Linked DNA regions of Mus musculus: region 1 is linked to region 2. Evidence: chromatin contacts called from public promoter capture Hi-C data. All regions are on one chromosome and are shown on one strand. Each heading gives the region's core, a stretch centred on a gene start, on an enhancer-like site or on the middle of the called end of the contact. The rest is flanking DNA. Distances are from core to core; before and after follow the strand shown. Region 1 holds the start of 1500011B03Rik (RIKEN cDNA 1500011B03 gene). Region 2 holds the start of Aym1 (activator of yeast meiotic promoters 1).

Region 1 (4,492 bases), core at 577-3,076, 1.5 Mb after region 2:
TGTGGCCCCTGCCTTCCCTCCCAAGAAAGAATCACTTGATCAAAGATGTGGGGAGTGTCAAGGGTGATAAGCCCAGCTCCAAAGGGAAATCCGTGAGAACCACCGCCCTGCACTCGCTTGTGTGTGTGTGCGTGTGTGTAATAGACACCGCCCTGAAGTTCCTTCAAGCCCCCACAAACCCCGGATTCAAGTACTGACATCCACCACTTCCTACCGGAGTACCCCTGAGTAACACAACTCTACCTCTGGGCTTCATTTTCCTTTTCTCCAGAACAGGGTTGAAAGGCCTACTTTTCTCATTAGCCCTCTGCGAGGCCCAAAAGAATTCCCATAAACAGCGATGCTATCTAGGAACCCTTGCTGTGTAAGAAATGCTAAAACTTGTCAATTATGAATGGCCATCGCTGAGAACGGATGAGGGATGCAGGATGAGCCCGGTTGCCTAGGCTGAAGCCACAGAGCGAGCAACAGAGGAGCTCACACACCCCCAGGACTCCAGGTTCTCGCTTCAGCAGGTGCGCCAGACAGCACACAGGGGTGCAAGCGCTGGCTCCCAAGCCTAGAACTGACCCCAGGAAAAGCAGCTTCCTGAGGACCAGATGTAGACACTCGACTCGCCAGCAAGAAGGACGCCAAAACAGGATTCTTCTGCATACATTTATTGGGAGAGCTTGATAGTGAAAGCGAAAGACCCCGAGGCCAAAAACCAGTGCTGCTTATATAGGCCTAGGATAGGCATGTCTACACCAGATTGGTTATGCTTTCAGTACCTCATTTACATGCTTCGGGTCAGGCAGTGACTAGGCTAAAAGAAAACTCTACTGCACATGGGCACATTGGTTGTTTACCCATATTCATGGGTAAACATATTCATAAACAAAATCACTCCCACCCATTCCTTAAAGTGAGAAAATGCAGAGGTAAGCCAAGAGGTAAAGCCTCCAAGGGTCACTAGTTCCACTCTGGTTCAATTAAGGTTCAGGATCTGTATCTGCAGCTCCGTGTGCAACCTGTCCAGCTCCTGCGACCAGTTCCCCTTCAGATAATTCGATAAATCTGTACGTTTAATAAAAGAATATTAACATACCTAATGGGAGTAATGCACATATGCAGGGTTGATGCCACACAACTCATTTGTAGGACATCCATCATCTGTTCCATGTTATGTTGTAAAACATCCACTCTTTGATTCACTAACAATAACCCTGAGGCGATATGAGAATCACCACTTGTAGAGGCCCAACTCGCCAGCAAGAAGAACAACACAACAGGATTCTTCTGCACACATTTATTGGGAGAGCTTGATAGTAAAAGCGAAAGACCCCAGGCCAAAAACCAGTGCTGCTTATATAGGCCTAGGATAGGCGTGTCTACACCAGATTGGTTATGCTTTCAGTACCTCATTTACATGCCTCAGGCCAGGCAGTGACTTGGCTGAAAGAAAACTCTACTGCACATGGGCACATTGTTTACCCATATTCATAGGTGTCGGCTTATTGAAATCAGCGCCATCTTGTAATGGCGTTTATTGGCTTCCCACAACCAGAGGCTAGGCCGGCCTGCGCCCCGCACAAGCTCCCCACGCCCGGATCCGGCTGCAAACGCGCACCCTCCCCACCGCACCGCTTACCCAGGCTCTGCCTCCGCAACACCGCGTAGGGCTGGCTTTGCTCCGGCGGCACCCCCGGGCTCGGGGCCTCGGCTCGCCCTAGCAGGAGGCTGCAGAGCATGGGCAACAGCCGCATCCATCCTGAGCGCAGCATCACTGAAACCCGCACTGCACGGAGCGCGGGGACGCCGCTTCCGCCTTAAGCCCCGCCCCTAGACGTTGCCGTTTTTCCGAGGTCCGCCCACTCCGCTCGCGCAGTTGCCACGGAAACAGGGCGGGTGGGGGGGCGAGGGGAGGAGCCATCCCGACCAACTTCGGGGGTGGGGTGGTGAATTATGGTTCTGCGCAGAGGGTTCCAAAGCTGTGGCAAGCGCTCGCGTCGGGCTTCCCCGTGGAAGGCTTTGCTTTACACATTCATACATTCATACATTTTCGTATTAGTCAATGCAGTCCGAAGAAAGAGACACCGTAATCTCATTTTTGAAAACTGTAAGTTATTTTAAACAATATTTTCTTAAATGCTTTATTTATTATTATATATAAGCACACTGTAGCCATCTTCAGACACACCAGAAGACGGCGTCAGAAATCACTACAGATGGTTGTGAGCCACCATGTGGTTGCTGGGATTTGAACTCAGGTCCTACAGAAGAGCAGTCAGTGCTCTTACCTGCTGAGCCATCTCTCCAGCCTGAAAAGTGTAAGTTTTATGTATGTATTTTGCTTCCTTTTGAGAAAGGGTTTCTCTGTGTAGCCCTGCCTGTTGGAACTCACTCTGTAGACCGGGCTGACCCAGAACTCAGAAATCCTGCCTGCCTCTGCCTCTCAAGTGCCCCAAATTCATACAGATCTGCCTGCCTCTGCCTCCCGAGTGCTGGGATTAAAGGCATGCACTAACATGCCTAGCCTATACAATCATTTTTAAGGTTTAGTTTATGTACATGAGTGCTTTGCTTGCATGTGTGTGTGCACTGCATGGGTGCCTGGAGCTGGTGAAGGCTAGAAGTAGTGTGTGTTCCTCTGGAACGGGAGTTACAGATAATTGTGAACCTCCGTGTAAGTGCTGGGAACTGAACCCAGGTCCTCTGGAAGAGCAGTAAATGCTCTTAACCGCTGACCATCTCGTAGCCCCTTTTATACAATCTTAAAATCATACTGGCTGATCTCACTCTTGCTATGATGGTGACATAACGTAAAATTAATCATTTTAGCTACTTTTTTTTTTTTTTAGTTTTATAGCAAGACAGGGTTTCTCTATATGGCTCTGGCTGTCCTGGAACTCACTTTGTAGACCAGGCTGGCCTTGAACTCAGAAATCCTTAGCTACTTTTTAATACAATTCAGCTGTATTAGGCTAAATATAAACCAACACATATAGACCATTTCCAGAACCTTCTCATCATCTCAAACAGAAACTCCAAGCCCATTAGACCATAACACAACTATCTCCCCTGTCCCCATCACCTAGTGACCCATTTTATTTCTGGCCCCTGCATACTTATCTATTCCATATCAATAGGTCATTATCATATAAGTGGGATGTACATTTGCCTATTTGGGTTTTTTTGGTTTGGTTTGGTTTGGTTTTGGTTTTTCAAGACAAGGTTTCTCTGTGTAGCCCTTGGTTGTCCTGGAACTCACTCTGTAGACCAGACTGGCCTCGAACTCAGAAATCCACCTGCCTCTGCCTCCCGAATGCTGGGATTAAAGGCGTGTGCCACCACGCCCGGCTCTGCCTATTTGTTGAATAACTATTTTCGTGTTTTCTAAGCTAAACGGCATTGAAGATTGAGTAGACACAGAAGCAGATGAGACTATAATGTCACCAAAATCTTGGCATCCGGATTGGCCTCTTCAGGAGCTACATATTCACCTTCCGGAGGTTGGAACTTTATCTCAGATGAAGAGGTGCAAGATGGGTCGAGTGTGTAGGACCAGAAGGCAAATAGGAGAATTAAAGCCATCTGTGGCTAACGTAGCCATGAAATTATGGCGAGTGATTTGTTGCAGCAATGGAAAATACAGATTAACATTCCTTTCATCTCAGAAACAATCCAGAAAATAAACACTTCTGAGAATAATACTAGAAGGTATTTTCAAGTACAGCCATAATGTCATATATAAGCAGGACACAACAGCTGTTGGACTTTCAAAGACACCAACTGCCTTAACTTTAAAATGGTTACATGACAAACGTGCATGGGTGGAACATTGGCCTTTGATATCAGAACACTTAGAGGCACTAGGACAGCTGCTGCAGAAGCAGCAAAACGTTCAACACAGGGGACAACCAATCAGTCTTTGGCGTTCTCCTATATTTGTCACTAAGAAGAAACCTGGAAAATGGGGACTATTAACAGATTTGAGAGCTGTAAATAAGGTGATTGAGCCAATGGGCTCTTTATAGCCTGGAATTCCCTTGCCTTCATCATTACCTAAGGGATGATCTATTATAGTGATTGATTTACAAGACTACTTCTTCACTGCACCTTTACAAAAACAGGATAAGGAAAAACTTGCCTTCCTGGCAATGCTTATAGTAGTGCTCAACCTGTGTCAACCTGTGTCAACGGTGTCACTGGAAAGTTCTTCCAAACAGTCTGGCACTGTGTTAACATTTCCTACAGCTGTTATAAACAGTTTGCTCATTCTAAAATGTATCATTATATGGATGATATCTTACTGGCTAATTCTTAGAAGAAATGTTTGATGAAGCAGAGAGTTTTGCCTTGTTGGGGATTAAAAATTATTCCTCAAAAACAAAAACAAAAACCCCACAAAGAGGAGATTCTATCAATTATCTAGGATATTAAACAGGTTTACAGAAAACTTGACCACACAAAAGTACAAATCAGGAGAGAGCAATTACAGACTCTTGCTCAC
Region 2 (3,920 bases), core at 1,249-3,748:
TTGTCCACAAATCCTTTTCCTCACCGTGATGGCTGCTTTGCTTGATGGATCTGCAGCTGCTTGGCTTACTTTTTGATTTGTGTGAGCAAAACCGGCGCCTTTCTCCACCACTTTACCTTTAGCTTGTGTTTCAGTATTGAAAGTCTGCCTTTTTGTACACAACATGTGGTTAGGTCTCACTGCTGTTTAATCCATGGTGCTAGTCTCTGACCTCTGACTAGTAGTACGTTTAGGTCACTCCCATTTAGAGAGATTTTTAAAATGGTAGGGGGAGACACAATATGTCAGGACAAACTGTGCACGAGCACACTGTTTAGAAAAGCAGGACAGGCTCAGAATGACAGAAAGACTCACAGGGACCCCTTGGAGGAGCTGACTTTTAAACTGAGCTTTGAAGGCTCTGACGAACCCTTACTGCTGAGTGAGCCACAGGCTCTAAGAACCCGGAAGGGCCGTGGGGACCGTCTAAGCTTCTATGTTACATGAAGGAAAAGGGCTGCACATGTGACTGGTACCACTTTTGTGTTGTTTTGTGAGTTTTATTGTATTGTTTTGTGGTGTGAGCCTGCGCCTGAGGGCAGGGATGGCAGCAGGGTGTGGCAACTCACTATGGTGTAAGTTTGAGAACTCTGGGCGGGGGGGGGGGGGGGGGATGCAGTCCACAGAAGGGGGTCAGGTGCCACTGCCACATGGGAGGGAGACTGGGACAAGCACTGTGGCTGAGGTCCCCTGAGATGCCAAGTGTCTTTGTCTTTCCCAGCAGAGAGAGGCGAGTTCTTTTACTCGAGGGGGGAGGAACCGCTCGCACTAGGGAGGTGAGGCTGGTGTGGGTCCTATGATGCAGGCCTTACTAGGTGCAGTTTGAGCTGAGAGAGTTAGGGTGGGAGCATGAGTATGCAGATGGGCTGGAAGGGGGTGTGGGGGAACGAGAGGGCAGGGCAGCCATGCTTGCTTCCAGACATGGGATGCAGCAGCTTTACAAGGCCCCAGAATGGGGCGTCCCTCTCCCTCCAAGCTCCTCTGCTATGCTTATGATGGCATTGGAGAGGGAGCCCAAGAGCCTGGGCAGGGAGAGGGGAGAGCATGGGGCAGTGGGTCCTGGCATGTCTGGGTCTAGGGTGGTGACTCTCAGACCCAGTCTCAGGAGGTACAGTGGGACAGAATCTCTTCATCCATGTGTGCGCATAGGAATCTCCCATTCTCCTCCCCAGACTTTTCCCCCATGTGTGATGCATACGACGGTGTCTGCTGGTGTCCGACACCAGAGAAACCAACAACAGGGTGTCCTGCCTCTCTTCCTAAAGGGCACTGGGGAAGAGAGTCGAGGCACCTCCCTTCTCTGATGTGGCGGGAAACCTTGGGTCGAGTTTTTTACTCTGGATGGTGGTACAGTGGGGGCCAGGGCTCACAGCCGAGGTCTGGAACTCTGGTTGGAGCTGTCTTCAGAGCTCTATTATGGAGCCCCAGCCCTGGGCAGGAAAGCTCATTAGCAGACGTGATAGATGTGAGCACATGACTGCCGAGTCGTGTCCCGTGTCCCTGTTGAACTGGAACTCCTGCTCCTTCTCCATTAGCAGCGGTGTCTGCATGCTCAGCCATCCCTCTGGACCCTTCTGAATTCTCCCAGGGCTCTGAATGCAGTCTTTTTTATGCAAGGGTCTTGGACACGTCCGGGTGTGTGCGGCGCAAGCCTACAAACTCTCTCACCTCTACCAGAGATAATAAGGTCAGTAAACAGCAAACTGGGCTGTGAGGCGGGCTCACCAGTGGGGAGGCCTGCAGAATTCAGCAGGGATGCAGAGAGGAACCCAGGGTGCTGGGTCGTGGAATGGTATCTAGAAAACACACTAACCAACCACCCATGCAATGTCACTGGGTCCTTGAGATGTCCTGCAAGCTGGAGCAGGGGCAGCTCTGGGATTGCAGCCGGCTAAGGGAAGCCAGGGGGCGGGGTCTGTAAGGATGCTGGGGGCAGCTATCGCTTTTTACAGGTCTTTTATACCCTAGAGCCTGGGCAGGCCATAAGGACAAAGGGTGCCCGGGACACAAGCAGGTAGTTTGGAAGTTTGGTGTAAATTTAGAAGCAACTTCTACCTTCTCTTTCACCTGCGTGCCATTGGGCTTGGCCATGCGTGGCCCACGGTTGGCACAAATATTTGGAATCTGTGAGTAAAGAAGCTGGAAGTGGGCTCAGAAAATGCTGCCCAGGCCCATGTAACAGATGCCGGAGGAAACACATGTGAGCTCACACACACAGGTTGCTGGAGTGAGAGGCTGAAGAGGGTAGGGGTGGGATAAGGGACTGGAGTGCTCAAAGGCTGCAGATCTTCCCTCTGGGCCTTGGGGTGGGGGGTGGGATGGGAGGGAATCTCCCTAAGGGCTCTGAGCTAGAGCAGGACTGGTCCCCTCTTCCCTGCTCCAGCTCCAGAGCTGCCAGCACCGCCCCCTCCCCCTGCAACCCCCCCCCCCCCGGAGCTGTGTGCCCGGCAGAGGGGCAGCTGCTGGCTGAGCAGCTCCTGCGTCCTGCAGAAGCTTTGGGAACAGTGCCTGGGTGTCCTCCTGCCCTCACCCGGAGAAGCCACTGCAGGGGTGGGGGGCAGAGCACTGAGACCAAGACAGAGGACACCACTCAGAAATGCCAGGGCAACTGAACTGTGGACCAGGGTGGGCTGAGAAGGAAATGCTAACCTTGTGAGTCTACACACCCCTCCCTGTCTAGCAATGAAGCCCCGTGCTCTCACAGAACTTTCTGAGGATGCTCTAGTTCCATTATCTCTTAGAGAGAGGAGCACGCGCACTGCACGGGGTCATTCTCCACTGAGCTTGTTGCTGTGCTCAGGTAGTTCAGGGAATAAGTAAATGCTGCTCTCTGCTCTCAGCCGATGCCCCTGGTGGGAAAGAAGTGGGCTTCAAATTTCCACTTCACATCCTCCTGGAGCACGAAGAGTTAATGGAGCACACATCATCCTAAAACATGCCCCCTCCCAATCCCTGCTCTCCCCCCAGCCTGTAGCTGTCAGGGAACTAAAAAAAAAAAAAAAAAAGGTTGGCACACAGCCAATGAGACTCATCTGTGTATTGGCTGTGCCCTGCCCTGCTTGTGCCACTAAATGCCTAAATGTCATTTCCAGTAAATCCTCTTACTTGTACTTCAAGTTTCCATTTCCAGACAAGAGAATCCTGCAATCAGCCCCCGGGCCTGGGGTCTCTCTGGCCTCTCAGGTTTAAGAGTTAGACTCTGTGTGTGTGCTGCCATGGTTCTGTGAACTCTGCTTCAAGAACAGGATGATGCGGAGGCCGATACCCAAATGCCACCTTCCACGCTCAGAAATAACAACTGGTGCACAGGGCCTGCACAGGGTCAAAGCAGATATGTTCATAGCATCTACTGGGGGAACTGAACTCCCCCAATTCCTAACCAAAAAACAAACAAACAAACAAAAAATACCCTTCCAGTCTTTTAAGGGCCTGAAAGGAGTTTCTCCAGTTTCGTCTCACTGGGTATATAAACTACATTTAAGGGTAGGTCCAGTGTCCAGCAGCATGTGGCCACCAGGAAAAGAACTCGATGGCATCCTTGGCAGGGTTTTTTTGGTCTCATATTTTTGTTTGAGATTTGTGTTTTGTGCTCTCTCTCCCCCTCCCTCCCCACACCCCCTCTCTTTTTCCCCTTTGCCTTCCTCCCCTGTGTCCCTCGGTGTGTTACTAGTCTTGTTTGTATATTATGTTTTCTGATTTTGTCTTAATTTTTTTTCCTTTTCATTTGAATTTTTTTTTTCTTTTTTAAATTTGCCGCATTGTTTTATGAAAAGAAAGAGAAAGGAAGTCTGGTGTTGGAAGAGGCGGGAGGATCTGGGAGGAGATGCCTGGAGCAGAAACCACGATCAGAATTTACTGTATAATTTTTCAACTAATAAACA

Evidence for each region. Promoter capture Hi-C pulls out the DNA fragments that hold promoters and counts their contacts.
Region 1: a promoter capture Hi-C map of embryonic stem cells shows a contact between it and region 2, with 128 times the contacts expected there. The contact joins the promoter of 1500011B03Rik here to the promoter of Aym1 in region 2. A contact is called at or near these places in 1 of 39 promoter capture datasets (embryonic stem cells), 6 of 484 Hi-C or Micro-C datasets (the G1E-ER4 cell line, embryonic stem cells and myocytes), 4 of 115 datasets of contacts at active chromatin or transcription factors (embryonic stem cells and stem cell-derived neural progenitor cells) and 1 of 9 other capture datasets (embryonic stem cells).

Annotation. Positions count from the first base shown.
Region 1 is chr5:114,812,150-114,816,641 of GRCm38.p6, forward strand. It overlaps 1500011B03Rik (RIKEN cDNA 1500011B03 gene), which reads right to left and starts at 1,827. Exons shown (of 2, transcript NR_027817.1): 1 at 1,631-1,827.
Region 2 is chr5:113,354,796-113,358,715 of GRCm38.p6, forward strand. Aym1 (activator of yeast meiotic promoters 1) reads left to right here and starts at 2,499. Exons shown (of 1, transcript NM_001012726.2): 1 at 2,499-3,026. The coding sequence starts at 2,722. The coding sequence ends at 2,859. It also overlaps 1700016C19Rik.